Linked DNA regions of Mus musculus: regions 2 and 3 are each linked to region 1. The links are chromatin contacts, called in public ChIA-PET and promoter capture Hi-C maps. All regions are on one chromosome and are shown on one strand. Each heading gives the region's core, a stretch centred on a gene start, on an enhancer-like site or on the middle of the called end of the contact. The rest is flanking DNA. Distances are from core to core; before and after follow the strand shown. Region 1 holds the start of Pgrmc1 (progesterone receptor membrane component 1). Region 2 holds the start of Septin6 (septin 6). Region 3 holds the start of Lonrf3 (LON peptidase N-terminal domain and ring finger 3).

Region 1 (4,745 bases), core at 1,260-3,759:
AATTAATTAGCCACTTTATTTGAACTTGAACATTTGGGTTGTGTCCAGAGTTTCCATATCAAAAATGAATGTTTGATGAACATATTCCTAATGGAATCTTGGTCTTCATTCTAAGCAAGATGGATTCCTAGAAGTGGATTACTGGGACAAAAATTCTATTTCTAGAAGCGGGTTTCATGAAAACACTTATGGCTAACAAAAACTTATGCTGATGTTGATGTATGGGAACATCCTCCTCACTTTTCTACCAGCATGTTATTCGTTTCTGCTCTTTATACCCATCCTATACAAAGGTGGCAGATGACAATGGTATTTCCATGTATTTCTTAATTACTAACAAAACTGAACATTTTATATGCTTTTATTCACCACTGATATTTCCTCATTTTTCTCCATTATGACTAGAGGATTTCACTTGTGATTTTCTTTTCTTTCTTTTTTTGTTTCTTTCTTCTTTGCCACATGGTCTGTGAGTGTGGTATGTATTTGAGTATGCATGTGTGTGTATGGGGGGGTGTGCTTGTGTGGATGGCAGAGGTTGAAGTATAGTGTATCCCTTAATCACCCCCCCTTAGATAGCAGGGCAAAAGATAGTCTGTTAACCTGTTGCCCACTCCCCAGCTCTGCATTAAAGGCTAGCTGCCAAACCCTCATAGCTTTTATATGAGTGCTGGGGATGGTGAAGCTGGTCTTCCACTTGCATGCCAGTGTGTTTTGCCCACTAGGCCATTTCCTCAGCCTCTTAACGATCTTCCTATCAGTTAACATGAACACTGAAAGATAGATTCTTTTTTTTTTTTTTTTTTTTTAAATATTTATTTATTTATTATATGTAAGTACACTGTAGCTGTCTTCAGACACACCAGAAGAGGGCATCAGATTTCATTACAGATGGTTATGAGCCACCATGTGGTTGCTGGGATTTGAACTCATGACCTTTGGAAGAGCAGTCGGCACTCTTAACCGCTGAGCCATCTCACCAGCCCCCTTTTTTTTTTTTTTTTTTTGGCCATATTAGTTTCAAATGAAAACATTTTTCACAAGTTTGTTATTTTTTAAGAAATATCTTTGCTGCTCACAGTACTCTGTGAAAGGGATAACTGGATTCTAACCGGAGCTGAGTGCTCTCAGTTTGAGCTTGTTTCATGATGATTAAGTTGAAGAGTTTTGACAAAAGATCTGGAGGGGCCGGTTTAGCTAATCCTAAATTTAGCTCTGGGGGAAAAAATGTGTGGGCTGGATATAAAGAGTGTTTGACTCATTACACTTTAAGAAGATGGGGGGGGGCAGGGATTACAGCAGTGTTTGCCAAAAGTTTTCAGAATTTAGCCAATTCTCTGCACAAATCTCTTGCATGTAAGTGGTGTACAAACAGGATTGTATGGAAAAGTCGTGCCCTGCTCTGCAGATGTGTGCATGGCTTGGTTTTAATTATTCTCCTTTTTCTTATGTTACCGTTTCCCAATTACAATTTAAGGGGGGGGGCAGCCAGATTAGGTCTCTGAAAAATAGGCACAATCCTTGTTCCATAGAGGCCTGCTCCCGTGCAGCCTGTTTGCACACCAGAAGCCTGGGAATCTAAAAAGATAAAATCTAGGATCCTTCCAAACTCCAGCGTTTATCAGGGGCTGTGCTCAGGGTTACAGTGACTGCCAAGGGTAGTTTCCACAGACTTCAAATAGAAGAATGCTGTCAAGCAACGGAACTTTGAACATTATTCTGGTATTTCTATAGAAAAAAAAGGCTCAACAACAGAATGTCAGTTGTTGATTACTGGTGCCTTGTGACTAAGCATAATTGATGATTTCAAAAAGAAAAAAAAAAACTTTAAGAACAAACGCAAAATCTGGCGATCTGAGCTCCAGATTTTATAGAATTGACAGGCCTGTTACCTGACTGGCTGTCCTTTGGGTGTTAGTCCCACAGCTTTTGGGCAAGAATTGGAGGCGAACCATCCCAAAATGGATGTTCGAATAGTCTAGGACTGTAAGGTGAAAAGGAGTTGAAGGCATGATATTAGAGTATCCCAAAACAGCTACCTGGCTCTAAGGGTATGGCCCAGGGGAGAGAGTATAAGGGGCTTTAAAATAGAAGCGAAGCAAGAGAAATGCGACCTCATTTTAACTGACGTCATTTGCCGCGAGGAGCGGGCCCTAAAGTCAAGGCTTCCCCACAGGGTCAGCGGGAAGCTACCCACTGTACCCAAGAGACTGAGCTGTGTGTCTGCGAGCTGCACTATGATCTGAGGGTGCCCGGAAACCGGGGCAGAGGCCCAGCAGGTAGAACAGAGAGGTGGGCTGGGCTCGGTGGCCCTGGTTGACGGAGCGGTTGAGGGAGAAAGACCAAGACCCCCGAGGCTACATAGGGGGCCCGAAGCAGAGGCCGAACCAGGCCCAGCTTGCCCGAGCCAGCCCGAGCAGGGCGGGGCGCTTAGGTGGCCGCGAAGGGCGGGGGCTTATAGGCTCCGCCCCCGGAGCCCCGCCCCTCCCGAGCTTTTCTTCCTCTGTCAAAGAACGCTGCGCGCCACTGTTCGCTGGGAGGGCGGAGGAAGCGGACTGTTCCGGAGCTCTGCCTAGCCGGGCCCAACCTTTGCTCCAGAGATCATGGCTGCCGAGGATGTGGTGGCGACTGGCGCCGACCCGAGCGAGCTAGAGGGCGGCGGGCTGCTGCACGAGATTTTCACGTCTCCTCTCAACCTGCTCCTCCTGGGCCTCTGCATCTTCCTGCTCTACAAGATCGTTCGCGGGGACCAGCCCGGTGCCAGTGGCGACAACGACGACGACGAACCACCCCCGCTGCCCCGCCTCAAGCGGCGCGACTTCACCCCTGCCGAGCTGAGGCGTTTCGATGGCGTCCAGGACCCGCGCATTCTCATGGCCATCAACGGCAAGGTGTTCGACGTGACCAAAGGCCGCAAGTTCTACGGGCCTGGTACGGAGGCAGGGCCAGGGGGTCGTGGAGACAAAAGAGGGGACCCTGGCGTGGAAGCGGGGCGGGAGAGAGGCCGGGGGAGGTGGGGCGCCCCCGTGGGAGGGTCGGAGGGAAGGCGGGCAGCAATGGGAGCGGGCCGGGGGCACGAGGCTCTGGGTGGGTGGGGGTGCGTACGGGGGGATGGGATGCCCGAATGAGGCTGAGCCTTGGAAACCGCGGGTGGGAGGGACAGCGAGGTCCGAAGCCCCGGGATATTAGGGAACTTTTCGAAGGTAGTGGGCTTTGGGGCGGGGGTCCTGAAAAGAGGGGGAGACTTCGGATTTGAGGGGAAAAAATGAAGGTGTCTCCAGAGAGGCCCAGACACTTGAGAAGACGTGGAGGCCGATGACGCCGGAGGAGCCATGGTGGAATGTAAGGGTGTGTAAAGAGAGAAAGTGGAGAAGGGGATTAGTGTCAGGTAAAGCAGCATTGTTCCTGGCGGAGAATGTGTGTGTGTGTGTGTGTGTGTGTGTGTGTGTGTGTACACTGTGTGCATGCGCAGTGAATGTGTGTTTGGTGTACACCGTTTGTCTGGGGGGTGGCGCTTGGAATGTGACATGTGTTAGGTATGTCTTTGGTATGTGTATGTGCGTGCAGAGTGGGGTGGACTCAGGCTGGATGATGAATAAGCGACCAAGCTTGGTTGGATGCATTAAGAGCAGTGTGTGGTGGACTATGGTAACATGGTGAGATGGTCAGAAACACCATATTTAGTGTATGATAGAGTGGGGAGACTGGGAGGTGGAAAAAATAAAATGAAATGAAACGGGGGTGGGAGGGAGGAGTGGAAGGGTCCTGAGAAACAATAGGGTAAGGCTGTGAAGCCCGATGGGTGGGGGGATTTCAGGAAAAGCCAACCAAGGGGAAAACAAGAGATGGACAACTCCCCAGAAATGAGGCTTTTCCAAACTGGATTGCCTATCACAATCACCTGATGCTTATGAAAAATACAGATTCTTGGCCTGACCATCCATAGCCACACTTAGATCTCTGGGGCAGGGGAGAGGGCTAAAAAGATCTACATTTTACTCCTCTGCTGTAGGGAAATGGGGAATCAGCCAGATTTAGAAAGCCCTGCTTTCTAGAACATTTAGAGAGGAAGAAGAGGCTTTAGCTCTCCCAATATGGATTCCTCTAAGCACCAGGAACTCGGGGCTGGGGGGTGGGTATGTTCACATGCTCATTGGTCTGAGAGGGAAGACTAGCCAGCACTAATCCAAACCAGACATACCCACTCTGTTACGTCTCAGAGTCCAGCCAATCAAAAGCACATGTGCCAAAGGCTTTTTAGTGAACTCTCACTCTTCCTTTCTGCTTTCAGACATTTTAGAAAATTACGTTCTGTAGGCATGTGACTGCAAAATAATAGGAAAACTACATATTGTTTGTCACTGTAGTCACACATTATCCATAAACAATGGTGTAATTACCCATAATTATTAAGCTAAACCATAAGGTAATCAACACAAATGCACGAGGCCTCGTCATCTGGTTGTATTTGCAAAGTCATCACATGGGGATCCTCCGTGCTTTCAGAGAGCACAGCTGGAGTCAAGCTGTCTCCATTCTAACCAGGTAGGTTACAGTTTGCAGAGTCATCCTGCCGGATATCGATGTGTGTACTGGAACAGCTACAACTAGGAGTCAACCTGCACTCTACATTCTAGCCTCGCTGTTGTCCCTGACCAGCTGTGTGATCTGGTGCAACGCCCTATGGTCTCAAGGCCTTAGTTTTCCCTCTGGGAACATAAAAAGACAAGCACGCCCCCAGTGTG
Region 2 (4,745 bases), core at 1,375-3,874, 390 kb after region 1:
AGTCTCTCACCATGCCTCAGAATTTACTAAGAAGAACTTCTAAATTTGCCACACATAGCCTGGCTCGCTGGTCTTCTCTTCCCAAGCCCTAGACACATGCTCCTTTGAAGAAACCAGAAGCAACGAGCCACCCAAAGACTCTTGAGTTAATTCCAGCTTCCCCTGGTGAATTACAACTTTTTGCAGACACAAAGGAAAGCAGAGAGACAAATGACACATAAATAAGAGCTTCGCTGGCTTGAGGGAGGGAAGCATGGAGAGTGACGTCAGTTTTCCCAGAGACCCACTTATCATGATAACAAAGTCTCAAATGCTCGGTCTGCTCCAGAATTTGCCATACAATTATGTTTTTCAGTTTACAATGTGGTAAGGCCAGCCAGAGCAAAGTGGAGCCACCCCAAAGCAAAATCAAGGGACACCCCCAAACCACCCCCTTGCTGCCCTCCCCATCTGCAGAACAAAGGTGATCTCTGGATTGTTGGAGTTGTGCCTAAGGTGAAGCAACCTTCTGGAATCTTCTCCCTCACCATCATCAGCCTTGCAATCCTAATCCAGGCAAGGGAGACTGGTGAGGTGAGGGCAGGTCAATGCAAATTCATTAAAGCAAGAAAAAAAATCATTATAGTGTTGTGGGTTTTTTGTTTTTGTCACTAAGGATAGAGCAAGTATAAGCCAGGAGATGGATTCATCTTCTTAAAACTATAGCATCTTTAGAATGCAGATAAGAAAGTCACCCTGGTTGTCCTCAAAACACTAGAAGCAACAAATATCACAGCATCAATCTTGAGAAATCTCTCAAATTCCATCATTGTCAAGCAGCGTCTCACAACTGCCTCTACCTTCTACACCATGGCTGCATAAGGCTGGGCTGTACACGGGGTGGATTAGGTTTCGAATAAACCACCCCGTCCTTCCAAAGCCAGACAGGAAATGGAATAAACTTCTTTATCTGTAGAGAAAATGCTATCAGATTGGAGACTCAGATTTAGACAACAAATCAATTGCAATTACACCAACTCCCCAGAGGCTGCTCCCCACCCCCTCCTTTTGCACAGGAGTCTCATTGCACAGGCTGTTCATAAATGGGAGGTTACAGGGTTATCATTTTTCATCCAGCAGTATTTGGGGTAGTGGGCTATGCCTGGCTGCCTTCTACCTCATTCTGCTTCAGCTTATTGTGCTGATGCGCTGGTGGAATTGTCACCACTTTTCATCTTTGTAAGCAAACTTCAGACCTAAAACAAACAAACATGGAACCTCGGGTTCCTGGGTATGATTTCTCTGCACATCCCAGGCTGGAAAACTTTAGTTTTTTAAGATGATTTTTTTTTTCCTCCAGAGTTGATCGCTACCGAAAGAGAGAACACTGCTTCTGCAAGTCTCACACTGTTCTCGTTGGTCTCTACAGAAAGATGTTAGCGCCACAGGTTTTAGCATATAAACCCATGTACACTGAACCCAAGACCGACGCTCAGGGAACCGTCCAGGAACGTGCCAAAATACCCAACCAGCCACCTACAGGCTGGGATAAACTGCATCCCTCCCTCCCTTCCACAGATACACAAATGGGACCCCGTGGGACACAGCACAAGTGGACACAGCATTGGAACACAGGGACACACACCGTAGAGGTGAGCACACAGAAACAGGCCAACTCATTTAGGGTCACATAACCCTGCCACGGGGAAGGCAGGAGGGCGCGCATGCACATATATGCGCACACGCTGATACCCATACAGACGCAGTCACGTATATAATGCATATGGAGAAACCCTACTCCAGCTAGTCACCTCCCCGCCCCCCTCACCACACTCTGCCTTAGGTCCCGGGCTACCCCCCAGCTCCGCGCCCCTCTATCTGAGCAAGCTGGAGTCCCAGCAGGCAGCTGTGGCAGGGGCGCTCCCAAGCTAAGAGGACAGGGGCCCCGGAGGGCTCCAGACCCATGCTGCCATTCATTCGGCAACGCCCCAGCGGCGGGGCCGCAGCTGCAGCAAGGGAGGCGGAGGCGCTCACTGCAGCTCTCTCCGGCGATGCAAGTTCAGCTGCCCGCCAGTATGCTTCTCCAACCCTCCCGCCCCCCCACCCTCCCGCCAACACAGGTCTCCAGGACATGCTGCGGGGAGAGTAGACTGAGCCGCTGACCCCAGGAGCAAAAAGTCCCGCCTTGCCTCTTTGCTCCTGGATGCTACCCCATTGCCCTCCTCGTGGTAGTGGTGGTAGTCGAGCCGCAACCAAGTCTGCTCGGCCGTCCCCAGCCCCACACCCTCAACCCCTAGCCCGGGGACTGGTATCCAAGCCCTACACTCACCACCTGGCGAGCTATATCGGCCGCTGCCATCGCTCCTTGGTCCGCCAGGGCTGCTTCGGGTGCCTCCGCAACGGGAGCTGCTGCACAGGAAACAGAAGAGCTCCTCCGACAAAGAGAAAGTGTTACACTTCGGGCGCGACCAAGTCTGGTGGAGGGAGGTGCCAGGGAGGGGCCCCCTCACCGCTGCTCCAACCCCAACCTCTCCTCTATCACCCACCCCCTCAGAGTAGGTGTGGGGAGGGGACGGATTGGCCGCGCTGCCTTCCCCTAGGGCGAGCCCAGTTCCAGTTCTCTCTGCAACCCGAGTCTCGGCCTCTGTGAAGGGGGCGGGGGCTCCCCTCGGTGACCACGTCCTCCGCCCCCCCCCCTCCCTGCCGCTACTGGGCTCCGTGGTACGTCCCGACCTCTGCTGAATTGTCACACACACACACACACACACACACACACACACACACACACACACCCTGTTTTCCTTTACATCCCTGAGCCCCCAGACCTGAGGCTGGAAGGGTGTCCTGGCTCCTCCCCCTCCTACTCTTTGCTCCTAGGCTGAGATCTGCAGTCCGCTTTCTTTTCCCAGCCCCCATAACCTCTTGTGCTCCCAACTGAGAACCCTGGGTGCCTGGGTGGGAGCATTGGTCTCTGGAGTGTCAGTGCTTTCCCGTAGTCTACCCTAACTAATCCTGTTATCTCCTTGGGTTGGGGAGGGGCGGTGGCAGGACAGGGGTTGCAGCACCTGCAGCGCCACCACATTACAGCTTAGAAATGGAGCATTAACTGGGGAGCTGCAGTGCAGCCCCACAACTGAGCTGGGACTTGTGGAGGACATCGCTCCTGTCCTGAGGTGCAGTAGGAGCCCAGCTCTCCACTACTGTACCAAATAGAAACTGACGTCACTGGTCCCACTCTGGTCCCTCCTCTCAGTATGAACAGGGCGAACAGGGATGCAGAACATCCCACCTTTTAGGTTAGAAGCCAGAAGGGAGTCTAAGAATGGGAACTGAAGGTCTCTAGCTCTGTTGAGGCAGATGCAGATACAGGAGGGGTAATCATTCTGTCCAGTTCCAATCGTTCCTCAATACTTATTCATCCCAGGACCATATGGCTGACCTGGGACAGCTCATAACATCCAAAGGCTAGAAAGATGCCTGCCTGCTCTCCTTTTCCTCCCAGACAACTGCCATTGGTGGCCCTCTTCCTGGCATGCTTCCCACCTCCCTAGCCTTGGAGTCCACCCCTCTCCTCTTCTCTCTCTCTCTGTCTTGGGATTGGCTTTTTTGTTGGCTCCGTATGATTGATGAACTTGGTGAGATATGGTTTCTCAAAGGCCCAGGAGGCCCCCACTTCAGAACGATAGGATCTTAGGTCTCTCTCCTGAGGAGGGGACAGCAGAAAACAAGAAAGAACCAGGGAGAGGGATCTCACACAAAGACCAGGCCTAGAAAGTATAGGGAGAGCAGAAGCAGGGAACCAAAGTGTCTACAATAGAACTGCCCTGGTCCTGCACTGCACCCAGCAGTGAATGCTTCTCGTGTTCTCTCGGGGACTCTTCAAGTAACCTCTACATCCTGAGCACAAGGACTCTCTGAAACGTGTCCCCAGTGCTGAAAGCAGGATCCCATTAAGTGATCCCTGTTTCATCAATGTTCTAGATACTCAAGAGAGTGGGCTAAAAGAGAAGAGCCTGGAACAGTCAGAGGCCACAGGGTGGGTGACGGTATCAAGGAAGAGAAGCAGCTGTAATTTCTGAGACCCCCAGGACCACTTGGGGGAAGGCCTAGGCCCTGGACTGATGTAGTACAAACATATAAAGCCAAGACTAAAATTGAGGAACTGCTTTAAGGTTTGGGCCTCAACCGGATGGGGGTGGGGAAGCAGAGGCGCTGGCTGCTTCCAGGCTAGGCCTCCAGTAGGTAGCCTTTGAGTCTTCCCCTGACAAAGGCTGGCACATAGTAGATGACAAAGGGCCTGGGCCGAGCTCTGTTACTGGCATGGGATTTGGTTGAAAACAGACTTAAGAGCTGCTACAAGGAGGGTTGTGCTGGATGGAGGTTGTGGGGACCCTGTGAAGAGTCATGCCTGCCTCTAGCCCCTACATACACATCCCACATAAGACATCAGAGCACTGGGGACACTTCAGCACAGATACCTTGGTGCCCTACGGAAGTAGCACACTCAGCTGCCTGTCCCTAGAGGGGATGAGAACCTGAACAAGATCTTTGTACAATGCACGACCTCCCAGCCTGAGATAGAGTATGTAATTCAAATCCCCTGCAATGCCCTTGTTGCTTCCTTACCTGCTGTCTGCCATTACAAAGACCGTTCAGTTCTACAGGAGTTTTGGAACTGGTTTGAGTCCGTGCTTCTCAATCTTTTCAGTCTGGCTTATCTTCTCAGGCACAGGGGAGGCAGGAAGACTGAGAAGAGAGAAGAGATA
Region 3 (4,745 bases), core at 1,309-3,808, 270 kb before region 1:
AATCTGGTCTGGTCAGCAGCCAGCTAGTTGCAACTGCCTTTTGCACCAGAGGCCCCTCTATTACCCTAATAATCAGAACCATTCCTAACCAAATTCATGGTCAGCACCCTGTAAATGCAGGTGTCCAGAAGAGGCCTTGAAAGCACATCCTTCCTCATGCAGGCAGGACTGTGACCATCTGCCCAGCCTGACATTCTTGTTTCCCCATGACCTGTAGGTTACAGAGGGATAAATTTAAGGAGTGTATTAAACAGAGTGGTTTAAGAAGCAAGGCACATCCTCACCACTGCATTTGGAAGACAATTTGGGATAATGTTTTGGAGATGTCAAAGGGATGATGCTTTTAAATTAAGAGGTTTCTTGTTACCGGTGTCATGGTCCTTTCAAATGAATCTCTTCATGCCCTGCAGATTGTCCTTCTTTATAGGTATCAGAAGTGGTAGACATATAACTAGTTCTGGGAATTCCATTTGATAGCAGAGTAAACTAAGGAGTGAAATGATTGTCCCAGCTCCAGATAGCAAGCCACCAGAAACTGCAGCTTCTTCTCTACTGACTTTTCTCCACCTCCTCCATCTCCTGGTCAGTCTCCTGATGGGCTCCCTAGCTTCAGAATCATGATAGAGGATAGCCTTTGGAGCCCCGTGCTCCTCTGTAGCTGCTGCTGAATTCAGTCTTTAGCCCCAAGCATGCCCCACCTCCCCAAACCTGCCATGGAATATGGAATAGTTATTTGAGATTCAGTAGTTAACGCCTGAAATCTGGTTTTAGGATCAAGAATACTCAAGGTTAGGGCTGGAGGAAACTTTAGGACCCCAAGGATTTGTTCAGCAAAGCCAAAGCTAGACCAAGTTTTCCTGTGTTGTTTTCCTGCCTTCCTGATTGAATCCTGAGCCTTTCTTTTCTTGCTCTCTTTCTAGTCTATGAACTGCCTCCCTTCTCTACTCTGTCCCTCCGTGTCCTGTCTGACCGGGGGGGGGGGGGGCTGCCCTGAAGTGTGCTGCACATTGTCTATACTTATTCTCCAGGATCTTGGTGTTTGTTGGCTTAAGGCTGGATTAAGGACCTCAATGCTGGCAAAGAGTCTATCATTCCAGCTCTGAAACAAGACTTAATCCCAGCTAAAACCATCCCAGACATTTGTTTAGAAGTGAAAATAATAGGTTTAGATGATATTGCCCAAGACCCCCCAGCTAAATGACCACAGCAGGAGGCAACTTGGAGACACTCAGCTTGGAATCTTAATTTGAGCACTCTCCAGGACCTGTAGGCGCGGGAGGGAGGAGGAAGACAATTGAGAGCAAGCCTGACTGAACTCAGCCTTCCTTCTTGAAGCAGTCTATCCTGAAGTGGGGTACTCCAGAACCCTGCCGGTTCATTTTGTTCATGGCTCTTGTCTGAAATGCAAAGGCCAGCAGTAAACAAATCCTTGTGTAGTTTGTGAGCAGTCTGGCATTTTTTTAAGGGGTGCCTGGTTGGGAATTTCCCGCCCCACTCCTCAGCCCAAGCCAGGCACTACAACTTGTGTTCAACCTAGCGCAAGGGCACAAACCCTAAGGTTAGGCACGGCCTGCCAGAAGTCAGCTTCTGTGAACCTGGAGGCTGTTTAGCAGCTGGGCTGTGACTGAATTCTCTGATTTTTTTTTCTGGATTTGCTGTCTTGGGCTTGTATCTTCCCTCTGCTTCCCTCACGCTCCCCCCCCGCCCCCCCCCCCGAGTTTACAGCGAACTCAGCAAACTCAGCTCTCAAGGTGGTGCCCATCTGGTCTCTGGGTCCTGGAGCCAGTGAATCTCCAGGGGGGTGCCCGCTCCAGCACTGGTCCCTGAGTTGGGGGTGGGAGGGAAGAGGAGGAGAACCGGAGGGCGCCTCCCTGGGGTCCCAATGAGCAATCTAATATAGGATTATAAGATGTGCGTTCTTCCCTTGCTGCCCAGCACGGACTGCCTAACTTGTTTTATCCGCTGGACCATTTGCTCATGATTCGCTGTCTTGGTAAGAAACAAAGAACTCTCCTAAAACTGCACTAAGTCTCTTTTGGGGGAATCCCTCAGGAAACCCAGGAGCTTCAGCAGGGGCACTTAACGCTCTTCTAGGGAACAAATGAGGACTTCTTGGGTGTCCCTAGGTGCCTTTGCAGACATCAGCCATCGCCCCCTGGAGGGGAGCCTGGCATTCCAGCAACTTCTGTGACTGGAGCCGATAGGGACCGGCCTCTCTCGGGCGGGGGGACTCCAACAAGCGGCTGGCAGAGCGGACCTGTTTGCAGACTACTTTTGAGGTGGGATGGCAAAGAGTTTAGAGCTGGAAAAGCGTGGAAGAAGAGGTTGTGTACCTCTCCCCAGTCCAGAAAGGACCCAAAATCACAAGTGAGAAAGAAAGAGTAAATGCAAACAACCTCAAAAAACAAGCCAAGAAAAGCCAAGCCAAAAGAAGCAAGCGCAAAGCTGTTACAAAACTGTCTGGTTTTGTAACAATTTCCCCGCTGCCGGCCAATGAGCAGCGTGGTAGGAGTCACGTGGTTGCGTTTTATATAACGCTTCGCTGAGACAAGACAGTTATTAGGCAGCGCGGGGCAGCCGGCATGGAGCTCGGGAGGCGAGGCAGACTCGCGCGCGCGGCGATCCCGCCTTCTCGCTCGCGCAGCCCGCTCCCAGCCGCCGCTCTTTCCTGCTAGTTCCCTGTTCCTAGACGCCTCTCCTCACTCCAACCTCCGCAGTTCCTTCTCTCAATGGATTCCCTTCAGACCGCACAGATGGTGAGCTTGTCCGCCGAGCTCGGCAGCAACAACTTGGAGCTGGCGGAGCCGGAGGAGCCGGGGACATCAGCGGCCGCAGGGCAGTCAGCCGCCCACCCGGAGGAGGTGACACCCGAGGGCTCCCAAGCTCTCGGGGCTCAAGAGCCCGAGCAAAGCCTGCCTCTGGCGGTCCCGACACCGCTGGAGTGCAAAGTCCTGCTCACGCAGGCGGATGCCTTGGCATCTGAGGGGCACCTTCGGGAAGCCCTCGAGGTGTACCGACAGCTCTCCGAGAGGCAGCAGCTCGTAGCGGAGCAGCTGGAGCAGCTAGTGCGCTGCTTGGCCGACAGTGTCCCGCAAGAGGAGCTGGCCTCCGACTCGAGCGGCACTTCGAGCTGCTGCGCCGCGGCGCTGAAAGAGGCAGGGGAGGCCGCGGCCGTGGCCCCCGAGGTATGGGATGGCTTTAAGTGCAAGAAGTGTCACGGGTTTCTCTCAGACCCGGTGTCCCTGTGGTGCGGCCACACCTTTTGTAAACTGTGCCTGGAGCGCGGGCGAGCCGCCGATCGGCGCTGCGCTCTGTGCGGGGTCAAGCTCTCCGCTCTGATGGCGGCCAGTGGGAGGGCACGCGGGCCGCGGCGCGCGGGGCAGCCGGCGCCCCTGCAACTGCGAGTTAACGTGGTACTCAGCGGCCTCCTGGGCAAGTTGTTCCCGGGCCCCGCGCGGGCGTCGCAACTCCGGCACGAGGGCAACCGGCTGTTCCGCGAGCACCAGGTGGAGGCAGCTCTGCTCAAGTACAACGAGGCTGTTCGTCTAGGTGAGTCCCCCCCACCCCCCATGCGCCGCCACAGGGGCCGTGCGGGCTTGCTCGCCACGCGAGGGGGGCGGGGGAGCGATCCCTGCTGGGAGGCGGGGGCGGGGGGACGGACCGGACTGATTTGGTTTCGCGCGCGCGCGCGCGCGCGCGGGCTGGGGGGTGGGGTGGCGAGGGAAGAGCCCGTGGCCCACGAGGAGGAGGGAGGGGGCATTGCAAGGAGTTTGTCTTCCCTACTTTAGCTTTTTTTTAAAAGCTGTGTCTCAGTCTTCTGATTGGTCCTATAGCTTTTTTTTTCTTTTCTCGTGCTCTTTCCCTCTCTCCTGCTTGCTTTCCTGCTCCTATACCTCCTGGTTCCAGTTTCTTAGTTTATCCCGTTCGTCTCTTTTTTGCGCATTTTTTTTCTCAGTTTTGTCGCTGTTTCGGTCTTGCTCAGTGTCACTGTCTCTAGTTCACGGTCTTTCCTGGACACTTTGGAGCTCGCTCTTACACCTGCCGGTACCTCCCCTATCAGCAGAAGAACTTGGCACTATTTTCCAAACTCCCGCGCGGTCCTCCTGGCTTTTACCAACCGGAGGTGGCTTGCGGGCGCCTGAGTCCGTGGCTCCCGCCTCTGGGAGTTGTCCCTTCCGGGGCCGAGGCTCCCTGTGGGGTGGGTCCCGCCTGGAATTAGGTCAGGAGAGCACTGGTTGCATAAGGCCCTCGAGCCAGCCCGGGCCGGCGGCCCCTCCCCCGCGCGGGCGGGCGGGCAGGCAAGCGGGCGGGCGGGCGGGCGGGGATTGTGTAACGCTGAGGTAACTGAAGTGGGCCACGCTCGCCTCAGAAACCATCCCGCGAGCGTGTGCGGGGGGCGGAGGGGGGGGGGGCTCGCTCCCCGCTGCCCTGTGACTCATTGTCACCGTTTCCTATCACACGATTCCTTGGCTGAAATAGATGCACTTGCCCCGCCCCCTCCACCCGCTGCAGTTAGACAGCCAGTTCCCCGACATCGAACCCTTTGACCCCTCTAACCCAATGAATGGCAGGACTAGGCAACTGCTCGGGATCCCCCCCCCCCAAGGCAACAAGGGACTGATCACAAAGGGGCCATGCCTCTGTTTAACCTGCTCCAAGAGTTGCCCAAGAGAGTGGGCTTTGTAGCTTCAAGGGCAACCCGGGCAGTCCCACATCTCTGCTGGACTGGAGTACCAGAGTTTTCC

What was found. Promoter capture Hi-C pulls out the DNA fragments that hold promoters and counts their contacts. ChIA-PET counts read pairs in DNA pulled down with a chosen protein or histone mark.
Region 2: a contact with region 1 is called in an RNA polymerase II ChIA-PET map of memory CD8 T cells, with 23 read pairs. The contact joins the promoter of Septin6 here to the promoter of Pgrmc1 in region 1. A contact is called at or near these places in 6 of 39 promoter capture datasets (the 3T3-L1 cell line, the C10 cell line, hippocampal neurons and 3 more) and 2 of 115 datasets of contacts at active chromatin or transcription factors (large pre-B cells and memory CD8 T cells).
Region 3: a promoter capture Hi-C map of second pharyngeal arch cranial neural crest shows a contact between it and region 1. The contact joins the promoter of Lonrf3 here to the promoter of Pgrmc1 in region 1. A contact is called at or near these places in 4 of 39 promoter capture datasets (cranial neural crest, hippocampal neurons, liver and 1 more), 2 of 484 Hi-C or Micro-C datasets (embryonic stem cells and liver) and 1 of 115 datasets of contacts at active chromatin or transcription factors (pancreatic cancer cells).

What each region holds. Positions count from the first base shown.
Region 1 is chrX:36,595,684-36,600,428 of GRCm38.p6, forward strand. Pgrmc1 (progesterone receptor membrane component 1) reads left to right here and starts at 2,510. Exons shown (of 3, transcript NM_016783.4): 1 at 2,510-2,931. The coding sequence starts at 2,604.
Region 2 is chrX:36,987,071-36,991,815 of GRCm38.p6, forward strand. Septin6 (septin 6) reads right to left here and starts at 2,625. Exons shown (of 10, transcript NM_019942.5): 1 at 2,309-2,625. The coding sequence starts at 2,338.
Region 3 is chrX:36,325,851-36,330,595 of GRCm38.p6, forward strand. Lonrf3 (LON peptidase N-terminal domain and ring finger 3) reads left to right here and starts at 2,559. Exons shown (of 11, transcript NM_028894.1): 1 at 2,559-3,549. The coding sequence starts at 2,730.